Regions from separate parts of the Gossypium hirsutum genome. Here region 2 is linked to region 1. The links are chromatin contacts, called in public Hi-C maps. All regions are on one chromosome and are shown on one strand. Each heading gives the region's core, a stretch centred on a gene start, on an enhancer-like site or on the middle of the called end of the contact. The rest is flanking DNA. Distances are from core to core; before and after follow the strand shown.

The links. Hi-C and Micro-C count contacts between places; a contact is called where the count stands out from the background.
Region 2: a contact with region 1 is called in a Hi-C map of leaf, with 1.6 times the contacts expected there. The contact joins the promoter of LOC107887391 here to the promoter of LOC107887385 in region 1. A contact is called at or near these places in 3 of 34 Hi-C or Micro-C datasets (all in leaf).

The regions. Positions count from the first base shown.
Region 1 is chrA03:70,292,324-70,299,569 of Gossypium_hirsutum_v2.1, reverse strand. LOC107887385 reads right to left here and starts at 2,800. Exons shown (of 8, transcript XR_001681161.2): 1 at 2,524-2,800; 2 at 2,327-2,404; 3 at 1,784-1,881; 4 at 1,613-1,687; 5 at 1,243-1,290; 6 at 422-497.
Region 2 is chrA03:70,460,680-70,467,925 of Gossypium_hirsutum_v2.1, reverse strand. It overlaps LOC107887391 (heat shock protein 90-5, chloroplastic), which reads right to left and starts at 2,871. Exons shown (of 18, transcript XM_041096083.1): 1 at 2,334-2,871; 2 at 2,006-2,079; 3 at 1,762-1,887; 4 at 1,588-1,681; 5 at 1,408-1,491; 6 at 1,145-1,288; 7 at 817-933; 8 at 498-542; 9 at 326-403; 10 at 90-194; 11 at 1-10. The coding sequence starts at 2,588.

The DNA.
Region 1 (7,246 bases), core at 1,551-4,050:
CGGAGGCTACAAAATATATAACATCTAAAGAAATAGTATCCCATAACATCTATACAATTTGATTTACTCAAACCAGGATGCCAATTGATAAAAAAAAAAACGGATGATACCAAAATGTAGATCTTTGACATATACTCAACTGATCTGCACTTTGCATGCATTTTCTTTTTCTTTTTTTTTTTCTTTTTTGAATTTAGATTAATAAACTACCAAATGACACTATCTCAAGCAAAAGAAATAATAGCCAACAGGCGATAACTCCACTTTTCAAGTACATAAAGCAGGCTTCCAAATGTAAAGAAGGACCAGGACATGGAACGGGGAAGGAATGTAAAATTGATGCAATTGAATTCTGAAAGAAGTGATTAACTTTGCTTGGTATAAATGTAAACAAATAAGTATTGACCAAGGTGAAGCTTACAGAAGCAGTCCTTTCAGATTCCAGTCGCTTCTCAACAAAGTTTGCGAGTTTCTTCATATAAATTTCTCCGGTATCACTGTTGCAACAGGAAAAGAAATTTCCTGGTAAGTTAAAACTGGATACTGGCATATGCTAATCTAGCAAGCACAATGAAATCAGAACAATAATATCAAATATAAGAGGATCTCTCTCCTGACAGGAAATTAAACAAATATTGATTACATAAGTCTTCTGATAAAAGTATATCATGAAGAAAAGAAAGATGAAAACAAATTGCAACCACCTGTTATATAATGCCATCAAAATAATAGAAAAAAAAAGTATATCATAATATGAAAATTGTAAATGTAAACATTTAAATCAAATATCACTCCAGAAATGGTAGATGCTAAGATTTCATTGAAGGTTCAGATGCCTTCCTAGAGAAAAAAAAAGGCACTTCTGAGATGAGTAATCGTCACAAAAGATACATATAGAATAATTAATGTAACAGGTGTAGAATCTGAATGTTACAAGTCTTAAGCTTCCTTCCATATCTTGCAACATAACGCAGAAAAAAGTGCAGTTCCTAATGTTGTCAGATATAATTTCACCCAGACTTGATATGTTAATCATGATTTAAGCCATATCAAGAAGAAAAAAGAATACTTAAGAGACTCCAAATTTTTAAAAGCTCCAATTTATAAAAAGAGTTGTCGTTCCTTCAACCAATAAAAGTTTTGCATCAAATATAACAAACACAAGGAACTGAGAAAAGGGACTTAATAAGTAGACTTTATAATGTGATATAATTGAAGCTCATTTCTTATTGTACACCATACCAAGAAGAAGACGATTCGTCCAGGAAGATAGCCACTGATGTTGTTAACCTGAATCCAGTTAAAACATGCAAAATCTTAGATCATATTGCAAAGCCATTAAATCATCTAAGAAGTTGAGAAAGAGAAGGGGTAAACATTTAAGAATTAATACTTTAAGGAAATAAGAAACAAAAGATATGATAGAAAAAGCTTTAAGAACAACAAAGCCATTATAATGACAACTTTCTCCATATATTGCAGAAACTACTTTTAACTAAAAGTACAACAATACAGACTAGTTACACCATGTTATGGCCACAATGAACATTGATCCTACATGCATATGCATGAAGCACAAAAGCCATATAAAAGAAGGAGATTTGAACTTAACTTGTATTTGTCCACCATGCCCACTAGCCATATCAATCATTTTGATGTAAGACCCTTCATCAACTGGTTCATAAACCTAGTAACAATAAGCACAAAGGTACACCTTAGAATGGTAATCTGCATCCGAAGCAAACATGTTAACGAAGAACTACAAAAGCAATTCAGGAACTACCTTTTCGTAATTAGCTAACCGGGTTGTAAAGTCTTGTGATCCAACTTCGAAATCTGGCCCGCAAAACTAGATTGATAAGCAAGTCTAGAACTTTTCATCTGAGCAAGAAGTAAAAGGTTATTGATAATAGCCTTACTCTTCTGCATAGTCAGGACTTTGTTGAATTTTAAGGCAAATATTTCTTTCAATAATCTTTTCATCATTGCATATTGTTTCTAGAAAAATAATCTACAATCAAAAGCAAAGATAAACGTATTAGAAAATCAAAACTAGATATATTTCATTCTGGCTTAATTTATTATATCATTAAGCAATACGTCACATGTACATTTGTTAATCATGATTCTAGTAAAACAGCATATGCAAAATCATGAATAGCACCCAATATGTGTCCCCTATTAGGTCCAAAATACAAATCAACACAAAATTCCAACAGGAAATATATTATTATTAACCATTCTTCCACTGCTCTCTATTTTACATATTTCCAGTCAAACAAAGATTTAGCCCAGAAGAAAAAAAGGGGAAAGACTGATGACTTACATAGTAATCTCTAGATCGACCTCTGAACTCTTGAGCGAACAAATCCACTATTGTTTTACCTTCCCATCGTTTATTAACCTGTGCCAAATCAACAATTAAAATCGCAATTTTTTATTAGATAAGCAGAATTAGGGTTTAATTAGGGGTTTTAAAAAACTTGCTAACAACTGAAATCAGGAAAAAGAAAGAAAACTAACATGAGAGACGAACTCAAAGTAGTAAGGTCGTACATGGCGCTTCCCATTTAATTTACCGTTGTGAAAAATATAATCTCATTTCTGAGCAGGATGAGCAGGCGACGGCGACGCAGCAGAGAGGTTAGTCGAGGGCGATGCAGCAGGTGGTCCGGTCGGCGTCTTCGGTGGCAAATGGGTTGGGAACTTGGGGATGAAAATTTAGGGATTAAAGGAGAAGAGATGGAATGAGGGAAATTTTGTTAAGGGGAAAAAGAACAGCTATCGGGAGCGAATAAATTGGATGAAACTAAAACGACGAAGTTTTGGTTAAAAAAATTTGACAGTTGTGGCGTTTTTAAAAAAAACGCCGCTAAAGGTGATCTATTGCGGCGTTTTTATGCTAGCGCCGCTAACTTCTTAAAATTATTGTAAAAATCAATTAAACCCATTCAAATTAAAATAAAATTTTATTAATAAATTACTGTTGCACATTACATATATAATAACAAAATTAGTTTATATAATTTTATAAAATCATATTTATTATTTTCATATAAAAATATTATTTTGATAAAAAATAAAAAAAGATCTTTTTATCATTAATAACATTATGTGATATAAAGTTAATCATGGAAATTATGCGTATATACTAAAATAATTAAATATTATGAAAATTTTATTAGTACAAGCATTATTGTTTTAAGTATGGTCCGCATTAGTTGTTTAGATTTTTATATAAATGGCATACTGGTTATTACATCAAATTTTATTAATTTTGTTACATAAAAATTCAATGAGTGTGCCATATTCTAGTATGATTATTTTACTTTACGAATTCAAAACATCCATTGTTTCGAATCGACTTTTAAATAAAATTAATTGTAATTTTATAATTTATATCAATTTGAGTGCAATAATTGTTTGTCTATATAAATTAAATATTAAAAATATTTTTAGTTGAATCATATAAATAGAAAGAAAAATTTATAATTATAGTTATTTTTTTATTAAGTTGGTGTTATGGTTTAATCAAGTATATTAATTCAGTTATGAAATTATTAATTTACCCTCTCACATATAAATTAAGTTATAAGAATGTATTTATTTATATATATATAATAAAAATTCGAAACACAATTAACTTTATGATTATAACCAAAATAACAATTAAATTTTATATAAAATTTTAACAAATATACGAGTTAAATAATATCTTTTCGCATAGGAGTGTTAAATCTTAAAAAAGAAAAAGTAATTCTCTTAACATACTTTAACAAATTGAATACTAAACCATTTAATCTGTAAAAGCTAAAATATGAGATAAGTATTTGTACTTTTCGTAAAATTAAAATTTAGTCATTATATTTCTATTCTTAAGAATTTAATTCCTCTATGTTTCAAATTTTTGAATTTAAGTTTAATTTAACATTAGCAGCGTTTATAACCTAGCGCCACTAAAAATGCACAAATTGCGGCGTTTAGGGTTTTAGGAGTTATAGTTTAGTGTTTAGGGCTTGTTAGGGTTTAGGGGTTTACTATTTTAGGGGTTATAGATTAATATTTTATTTTTTTCTTTGGGGTTTAGGATTTTAGGTGTTATATAACTTTTAGTGGCGTTTTACTAAAAGCGCCGCTAATGCTCTGGTCTTTAGCGGCGTTTTACGAAAAGCGCCGCTAATGCTCTAGTTTTTAGCGGCGTTTTACCAAAAGCGCCGCTAATGCTCTGGTCTTTAGCGGCGTTTTACCAGAAGCGCCGCTAATGCTCTGGTCTTTAGCGGCATTTTAACAAAAAACGCCGCTATTGCTCTGTGTTTTACAATTTTTGCGGCGTTTTTTGATAAAACGCCGCTAAAAACGCCGTTAAAGCCCTATTTTCCTGTAGTGATTTGGTGCTAAATAATCAACTGGCATGTTCCTAAAATTCTTAGGTAACAACATTGGATAAATTCTACGTCAGTTTATCATAGCATGGTTGTTGTCTCCTATTCCTGAGTTCTGATTAGAGTGCATTGATTTAGTGAAATTTAATGAAGGAATCAAGAATAGATTACTAAAATTCTATTTTCAGTCCCTCTACTCCTTCAATCCTTTTCCTTTTAATTCCATAAATTAATTCTCGTCTTATCTACAAGTTACATTTTAATTAATAATACTGCTAATTAAGTTCTCTTAAATTTAAATAGTTGGTTATTACTTCCTTTCTTTTTTTCTTTTTGTAAAAAAAATTAGATAAGTAGATGGATTAAATTATTGGAATTAAAAGAAAAAGGATTAACTTCAAAAGTCCTAAGAGTACAGGGACTGAATGGGTGATTAAACCTATAACTCTTAGCTTACTTAGGTTCATCCTATGTGCGTGATTACCCTGGTATTAGCTTGTATATGTTTTAGCATTAAACAGCCTCTCTATGTTTTATTAGTATGCTTGTTTTGCCATTGAAGTTGCATGGTTTAATGGTTTATGATCTGGTCTGTAAGATCCATTTAACTTTCCAGATGTGGTAAATTAAGAGTAAATACCAAGTTATATGGAGAATATTTTTATCTTTAGTTGTGAGAAAAAGTTGATGCAACCATATAACTAGTGAACATGATGTTAAAGATTATCAGCCTTATGGCATAACGTGCACTATAAAATCCTAATAACTCAATCAGTTTCATTCAATATTGACTTTTTAATTGTGTTTGATGCTATTATTAGTTGTGTTCTCTTTCTTGGTTATTATTCCGGTCTTGGAAAGTTGATATTTTGATTGAGAAAAAAAATCTTAGGATCTTATCTTGATTTTGATACACATGTAAAAAAATATACTTATGTGACATTTGATTTTCTTGATTGCTTTACTAGCTGAAACGAATCTGTTCGTATACACAATAGATGAGTACTTCGGCGGTTGAAGTTAGTGGTGAAAAAGTCAAAGCAATGTGGGATAAGAGATTGACAAAAATATTTTGTGATATTTGTATTGAAGAGATATTGAAAGGCAATAGGCCTAGTACTCATTTCACAAAAGATGGATAGTTGAAAATAATGACCAACTTTGAGAAAGAAACGGGCAAGGGTTTTTCACAAATACAACTTAAAAATAGGTGGGATGCCCTAAAAAAAGAATGGAAAGCTTGGAAGAAACTTAAAGGCGAAGATACTGGTCTAGGGTGGAATCCTATAAAAAGAACCGTTGATGCATCGAATGATTGGTAGGAGAGCAGGCTAAAGGTACATTAATAATTCTGAATATTTTTGTTTTCTTCTTATTTATGAGGTTATTGATAATTACTGTTATTAAACTATCATTTTATATGTAGGTTGTGCCTGAAGCTAAAAAATTTAGAACATCGGGCATTGATCCTGAATTCGAAGGGAAGTTGGACCAAATGTTCATGGGGATAGTTGCAACAGGTGATAAAGCATGGGCACCTTCTTCTGGTACACTCCATAGTGATTTTTTTTTAGGATGTTAACAATGAAATACCTGGAGAGAATGAAGAAGAAAATGTGAGAAATGATGTTTACATTTCAAATAATGCTCACATTTCAAATGATGCTCACATTTCAAATGATGTTCAAATTGATGGAAACGGTCAAAAAAGAAAAAAAACCCTGAGATATCAAGTTCACATTTTAAAACTGGAAGAAAGAAATCCTCAAAGCAAATTGGAGGGGCTACAAGATTGTCCAGTCAAATAAAAAAATTATGCAATGCAGCTGACAATATGAGTCAAGCCACATCTAGTTTGACTCCTGTTATGGATCCATATGGTATTCCACAAGCAGTCAAAATGTTTGACAGCATGTCGGAAGAAGTTCCAGAAGCTAGTCTGCTATACTTTTTCTCACTTAAATTATTGTTCCATAAGGACAAGCGAATTATGTTTTTATCAATTAATCCCAATATTAGAGCTTTGTGGCTTAAGATGGAAATGGAGGATAGTTGAAAATTTTCTGATCTTTTAGGGTTCAGAGATATCTATTATGCTACTAAACAACAATGCTAAACTAGTTTTCTCAATAGTTATTTATGTTTGGTTTTTGGATATTGAATTTACGTTCTACTTATTTATATGTAATCTAGTTTTATCAATGGTTGTTTATGTTTGGTTGTTGGATATTGAATTTATGTTCTACTTATTTATGTGTAATCTAGTTTTATTAATATTTGTTTATGTTTGGTCTTTGGATATTGAATTTATGGTCTACTTATTTATGCTTAGAGCTAGTTTTATCAATAATTGTTTATGTTTGATTTTCGGATATTAAATTTATGTTCTACTTATTTATACTAAATTATTTTTATTAATTGTTGTTTATATATGATTTTGGATATAAAATTTATTCACAGGTGATGAGTAGAGTTAAGAATTCCAGCGGTGATGAAAGTGATGATGAAAGGGAAAAGAAAAAGATTTTACAACGCATGGAATGTTTTAACCGATTATTTGTTGTTGCATCTTCTTCCGTGCAATTATATTACGAGAAGTATATATTGAAGCAACCACGCGTGGATTCAAAACAGTCAGGTGAGACATGGATCCGAGAGATCATTGACGGTCACGAATCATGTTGTATGATTAATTTTAGGATGTCTAAAATAGTATTCACAAGTTTGTTGAGAGGTTTGGAGACAAGATACAACTTGCAAACTTCAAGAAACATATCTTCTAGTCAAATGTTGGGAATTTTTTTATACATCTTGGGCACCGGTGCAAAAGTTTCCCAATGTCGAGAAAGATTTCAAATGTCTGG
Region 2 (7,246 bases), core at 1,622-4,121, 170 kb before region 1:
CCACCTCACCCTGCATGATTTTCAAAGAAACTTTTACAAATCTAGTTACTCATAGGAACTCAATTCATAAACTATGGTCACATGAATACCTCTGTTGTGAAGTGAGTATATCCAAGTGGATCCAAGAATTCGTTGAAAGTCTTCTTGTAGAATTCATTGTACTCGTCTTTTTCAACCTCCTTAGGATTTCGCATCTACAACAGACCCCAAAAAAAGAAATAAATAATGATTATAACAATAAAACTATATGGGTCATACAATAGCATTCTTAAGAAAAAAAAGCAGCTTAAATTGCATATTGTTGAGAAGACAAAACCAAACTCACCCATATTGGCTTTGTTTCATTTGCTAATTCCCAGTCCCAATACTTCTCAGTTTTAGTCGTCTTCTTTTTCTTCACTTCCTGTCAACAATCATATCAGGTAACCATAACACCACATTTACCGAGAAGATAGTTTGCTAGCTACAATAATATCAAAAAGCAATGGAACAGTTACTTCTGGGTTTTCTTCTCCTTCTTTTGGTGGTTCTTCCTCCTCTACCTGCTCAAAGATATAAATATAGTAAAAATGGTTAAGAGCTAATTTTTAATGTGCTCAGAATTGAAATGCTTATAACAAAACAGAGTGACTCTTTGTCACCGGATATGAGATCAGGAAAAAGGATCAGCACAGAGATAAGCTGAGGTATCATGAAGGAATGTTGCAGGAGGAACAAGAATTAATTCGATAGTTGCAAATTGTTTCCAGATGCCTAAAGCATCAGTGCTGATGGAAGGAATCATATCCAAATTAGAAAATAAATATGCATACTAACCTCAACTGTCCTTGATTTTTCTTGCCAAGTGTAGATTGGGAAAGAAACAAACTGGGAATAATTCTTCACCAGATTCTGAATTCTGGTGGGATCTGAGAATTCATACTTGTCATCTGACTGCAGGAGAACAATATCTTAGACATATGGCACTCAGAAGAATTGAAATTTAAAGAAGCAGAAATTTCTAAGGCAACTGTATTTGTAGCACGAAACACTACATTAAAATCTCAATGCTATTTACTGTCTTCCTTTAATATTTTTAAACATGCAAATGCAAATACATTCAAATAGGGTGTAAAAGAGGAAAAAGAATGAACAGATAGAGTACCCTTAAATAAAGTGTAATCTGTGTACCACGGACTAGAATATTTTCTGGATCAGTTTCCTCCCTAATCACATAGGAGCTACTGTCTGCTACAGCTTCCCAAACATATTGCTTGTCTGACTTCGGACTCTTTGTGGACACAACAACCTGTTCAAGAAACATATAAACAAGCAACCCAATTAGCCTGAAAATTATTGAACAAAAAGGCTTCATACATGAAGCAGAAGATGATAATGCAAGTTATCATTAAGATGACAGCATGTTACCTTCTCAGCAACAAGAAAAGCAGAATAGAATCCAACACCAAATTGCCCAATCAAACCATTGTCTGCCCCTAGATCCTTATTTTCCTACAAATAATGAGATGCTAAGTCACTCACCAAAACACTTTTTTTCCTTTATTTTCTAAAAAGAGAGAGATATTTACAAAATACAAGAGAAATTACCTTCAGAGCCTTAAGAAATTTGGAAGTACCACTTTGAGCAATTGTTCCAAGACAGTCAATAAGCTCTTCTTTGGTCATTCCAATTCCCGTATCCCTGAAAATAATTTTTTTTTTAATTAAGTCCTCTTCGTATCAATTTTTTTTTTTTTTGAGAAGGTGATAAAAAAGGCATACGTTATAGTGATAGTCCCATTATCTGGATCAGGTTTGATGCGTATCTCTAGTTCTCCCGAATCTCCAAGCAGAGAGGGTTCAGTCACACTTAAGAATCTAAGCTTATCTAAAGCATCACTTGCATTACTGGAACACAGAAACAGAACTTCGTCAATCGTCCGAACAGAAAACCAACTAAACTAAAAGTAACGTGATTCGTCATTTAAAAAAGTGCATGGTTTTAGCAGGAAATAAATATTCTCACCTTACAAGCTCTCTCAAAAAGACCTCTTTATGACTGTATAGACTGTGAACAATCAAATCCAACAAGCGACTAACCTGCAACCATTTGTAAACTATTAATTTCAGGAATAGATAATATAGGGTAAAAAATTTCAATGTAAACAAGCATCTACCTTTAGCCAACCAAAGCTTTATCCAATAATAATAAGTGTATTTTTCAAGTGTCGTAATACATCAAGCAAACATCATTTTCCCTTAATTTTCTCATAAAACCACCAATTAAATCCCTAAATATTCCACCAAAAGCAGAAACAGGAGAGCAAAACCCAGGAAAAGCAAAAGAAACCCACCTCGGCTTGGTACTCAAATTTCTCCCCGGAGGTCTCTTCGGCCTCTTTCTCTGCTACAGCTGAAGCCTCACATCGAACCGCTATCCGGTTGTTTCTCTTCTCAAGTTTCCACCTCAATCGAGAGCAAGAGAAGGCCTTGTTGAGGGCATTTGGAGGTAGAAAAGCGGTTCTGAGATTGAAGGCCTTGTTGGGGTTTGTCAAAGTGAGAGAGGCTAAAGATGGAGTAGCTAAGCTTCTGCTTAGAACTGGAGCCATCAAAGTAAAGCCCTAGAGAAATAGAGAGAAGGCCAAGATAAAATTTTGAGTTTCGAGAAACAGGGAGTGGAAACTAAAAACCCTACTGAAAGAAGTGAGGGAGGTTTATGGGAGAGCGTGGAGGGTTCTAGAAGTTGGAAAACAAGGTGGGAAGTTTTATTTGAGTTCGGGTTTACTTGCCTTTGGAATTGTAAGGCTTATATTCGGCCATTTCAGCAACTTAACACAATATTATCCATCCCTCTATAGTTTTTCCCTATAATTAACTAATTTTCAGTTTCCAAGGATATGAATGTTGTCCATTGGCCTTTTTTTCTTTTATGCAAAATTATTTAATATATTATCAGTTAAAAATTTTATAAGTTGAGAAGAAATTTGTCATGTGTTTTAAACACATATTAGAAAAATTAAAAATAAATTAAAATAGATATGTATCATGTATTAAATTTTGCTTGTAAAGTTAAAAAATTCTATTTTTTTTAGTTGTATGTACATTGAAAAAAGATTTTTTTTCAATAGTTGAGATGCTGGCTTATTTAGCAAACTAGCCGAGTTTGCAAAAGGGAAAGGTGAAATCAATATACTAAAGTCTCAACTTCAAAGTTGGCATCTCCAAGAGTTGACTTAAATGAAAGTTAGTTCCTAAAAGTGTTGACTTTAAAATCGATCTCTCGAGGTGTTTGACTTTGATTTGCATACCATGCATATTCGATGCAACAGTGAAAGCCTATAGATGCAACAATTAAAGGAAGCATGTAAAGGCTGAGAAATATAACTTTCTCATACATATGTGAAGGGTTGAAAAAAAGGCAAAGTTGAGATATTTTGAGATGATAAAACAAGGCAAAGTTGAGATGATGGAACAAAGCAATGTATGAGTAAAGAATAAATGAAATAGTAATGGAAAATGTGGAGGAGGTTAAAATTTGTATATATACACCCTCACACCAACATAAGCAAAATAAGTTTATTTGGCTTCTTTCCTTAAGCATTGTTATCTTTTTCTAGCTACTATCTTTCAAATATTCTACAATATTTACCTATCTTTCTCAATCTTTGTAAATATTTTTCTCCATGAAATTATAATTCATTAACATACTAGGTATTAGTGTTAAATATGCAATAGACTATTGATATTGTTGTTGAATATACATTAGTTTTTGACATTTTTCAATATATATTAGTGTTAATATACATTAAATTTTGATATTTATTTGTGTTGAATATTTATTTGTGTTAAATATACAATATATATAGGGTGATGCCATTGTTTTTCTTTTGTTCGAAATTTGACATTGTTTTGTCGTTGTATATCTAGGGTGAAGGAAAAGATTATTACGGAAAATCTTCAATGTTATCAAGCATAGTGATATTTTGAATATTCAATAGTGTTGTTATGTTATTAGAATTGTAAAATCTACTAAGAATATTTTTATTTTCATATGAAAAATGTTAATGTTATAAATAAAGATATTATATTAGCAAGAATAATGCTGTTGTTTTATTAATTATATATTGATTAACTTTTTTTAAATTTAAATTGATATTATACACATGAGTTCTATACAAAATGAGCAACGGGTTTTATGGTACGGTGAACTATAATGGTCAGATTCATGATATGGATATCATTGTAATCTTCGAGTCCAAATGTTCAAAAAAAGTCATCACGTTAGTGGAGATTAAGCGCAAAATTGGTTAAAAAGTTGGAGCTTCGATTGGGTTGTTGAGGTATAGATTTATAAATGTGACAATTTAGTGAGATATTTGCAATTCATGTAGCAGATGATAATAATCGATAGACAATGATTGCACTTCAAGAGTCAAAATGGTGATGGAAGAGTTAAGTTGTATGTCGAGCTCACAACATTAAAGAAGGACATGGGGGCCAATATTCCAAGCTTGTCTAGGAACCCTATATCGATGTAACAAATGACTCATGTAGTGGATTCACAAATTGGAACATCGGACCTAACATACAAGTTTATTTATAATTTTGTATTGCTATTGGAAACCAGTTATCTCTGATAAATACACATAAACAGAAATACAATTAGGACATTTTGCATCACAGTTTCCAGAATTCAAATCTAGTGGTTCTCCAAATCCATATGAGGTGCCATCAACTTCTGTTGGAATACACCATTCCCAACTAGAGCTAGAAATGCATGAGAATATCATGTATTGCTATTTAAAGAACTCATTGGTGACTTTAGCAATGTCAATTTTAGGATTAGGGAACATGTACATGTTGTTGATGTTGGACAAGATATTTTGGAATATCAACCTTTAGCCTGTATGCTCGAAGTTAACTTTAACGAGATGTGAGAACTTGAGTTTCCGGAGCATTTGCATATCATTCCAGGTTATATCACTTCAGTTGCTACATATTCAGGTTAATTGGTTGTCGGTACTCAATTTCCAACGTAATAAATTCTTGTATTAGCCATTTAGGAGTACACTATTAAGGTTGTAACACCCTATACCTGGCTCGGTCGCCGAGCTCGAATATTAGGATGTTACACCACCATCACGTATCACACACATTATAAAATGTCACATTAATAGGTAATCGTCCTCTTTATTAGCGTTCTTACAAATTACCATACTGACTTCCTGTACATCGAAATATTACAGAGGTATTGCTTTTATAACTCAAATATCGATACCTTTACTCCAGCCCACAAAAATATAGCACATCTAAGCATTTAATCTATTCTAACAAATATCTAATCAACATGTATCATTTACCTCTTTAAACCAATGTCAAAACGACTAAAATAATAGTTTAAAGTATCAAAAACATCTCTAAGCAAGAATCAACATACCAAGGTTCTGGCCTAAAATTCCTAGGAATAATTAAGCTATAAAATATCCAAAACATCATGGAAATATCATGTAATAGTTCTACCACATTATTCAACATCCATTGGCCCTATATACAGTTCATGGCACTTCATCATAGCAAATCTTCAAACCAAAACAAATGAAATAATTATGACATCCATCAAAAGTGCTAGAAAACTAAACCCATAAAATATCATCAGGACCACAATAATAATCAATCAAAGTCTAACCATTTTGCCTTATCCCTACAGTTCAAAAAACAATATTAATACCACCTACGCAAATACTAAAGCCTAACTTGGATCATTTCCTTGGTATCCCTGCACCACTCATACTGCAAACGCTAAATATCTGCAACAGTTAGAGAGAGTGTGTGAGCTTAAACAAGCTCAGTGAATGTCAAAGTAACCACAAAGTAAACACAATATCAAAGGTTAAGCAAGAGCATAGTACAACACATTCACAATCATATTCTAACCAAGTCAAAATAATATATTCATATTTCATTAAATCATAAAACTAGCATATACTCTTACATGCAATTACACTCAACTCACTTATATATATAATTCATTTAATAATAATTCATCAAGACTAACAACGTATACATGCTTTAGTAACTCACAAGTCTAGTTGATATATTCGCATGCATTCACAATTTAAATGGAGACGACCTAAACCACAATTACATACGCAATTTACTATGAAAACATACTAACATTTTCATAAAACTTAAATAAACTCATTTAGCATATTATTTACATGTTTATGCATCCATCTCACATCGTATTATCACAATATATAAGTTCACATTTAAACGATAATTTGGCACTTGAGGCTTTGAAACATAAAAGTAGGCTCTAATACCACACATCGGATATACGGATCTCCAACACACCAATTGACTCATAAAGTCGAACATATCCCAAAAAGTGAAGCATAAAGCTAAGACTCTCCAACACATTAAACATGTCCCATTGAATGGAGCTTAGCTCACATTCCCTTATTTCTCCAACCTGTCTTAGGGCCTCAATACCCAAAAACATAATACATATAGGTGAGTACTCACATTCTTATAGCATGCCAACTATATCCAAAGGTTTCAAGAGATCACAAGGCCAAAATATCCACAATTATACATTTTTAATTATTAATTTAATGCACATCATCTCTGTTCATATTCATCAATTTACATCACAACTTGTACACAATATATGCTTATCGAATTCACATTTAATTGCACTTTAAGTTCTACAATAATGCTCATTAAGCCATCACTATAACACCCTAACCTGTCTCCGTCACTAGATTAAGGTTACGGAGCATTATTGTACAATCAGAAACATTTAACATCATAATATTTAAGTAAATTAAACATATCGTAATCCATTCAATCACATGCATTTTATCCCTAAATCGAGCCCTCGAAGCCCTAAAAATAGCTTTGAGGCAATTCGGGACTAATTGAAACAAAATGGAAAGTTTAGGAAAAAGTTGCAAAAATTGGAAACAGGGGTCACACAGTCGTGTAACTTTTGAACAAGGGAAACACGGTTGTGTCCCAACCCATGTCCTCACCCGTGTAACTCACTGAGATACCCCACACGCCCGTGTGCTAAGTCATGTTCTAGGTCATGTAACTCACTGACCTGAACACTAAGAAACTCACAAATGACACACAGCCATGTGAGACAGCCCGTGTCTCAGGCCGCATGAACCCAAAATTCACTTAAAATCAAGCCATTTCATAACCAACCTATGCATTAATATACAATCCAATTGTGCACACTTCCAAGTGACCTAAACATCAT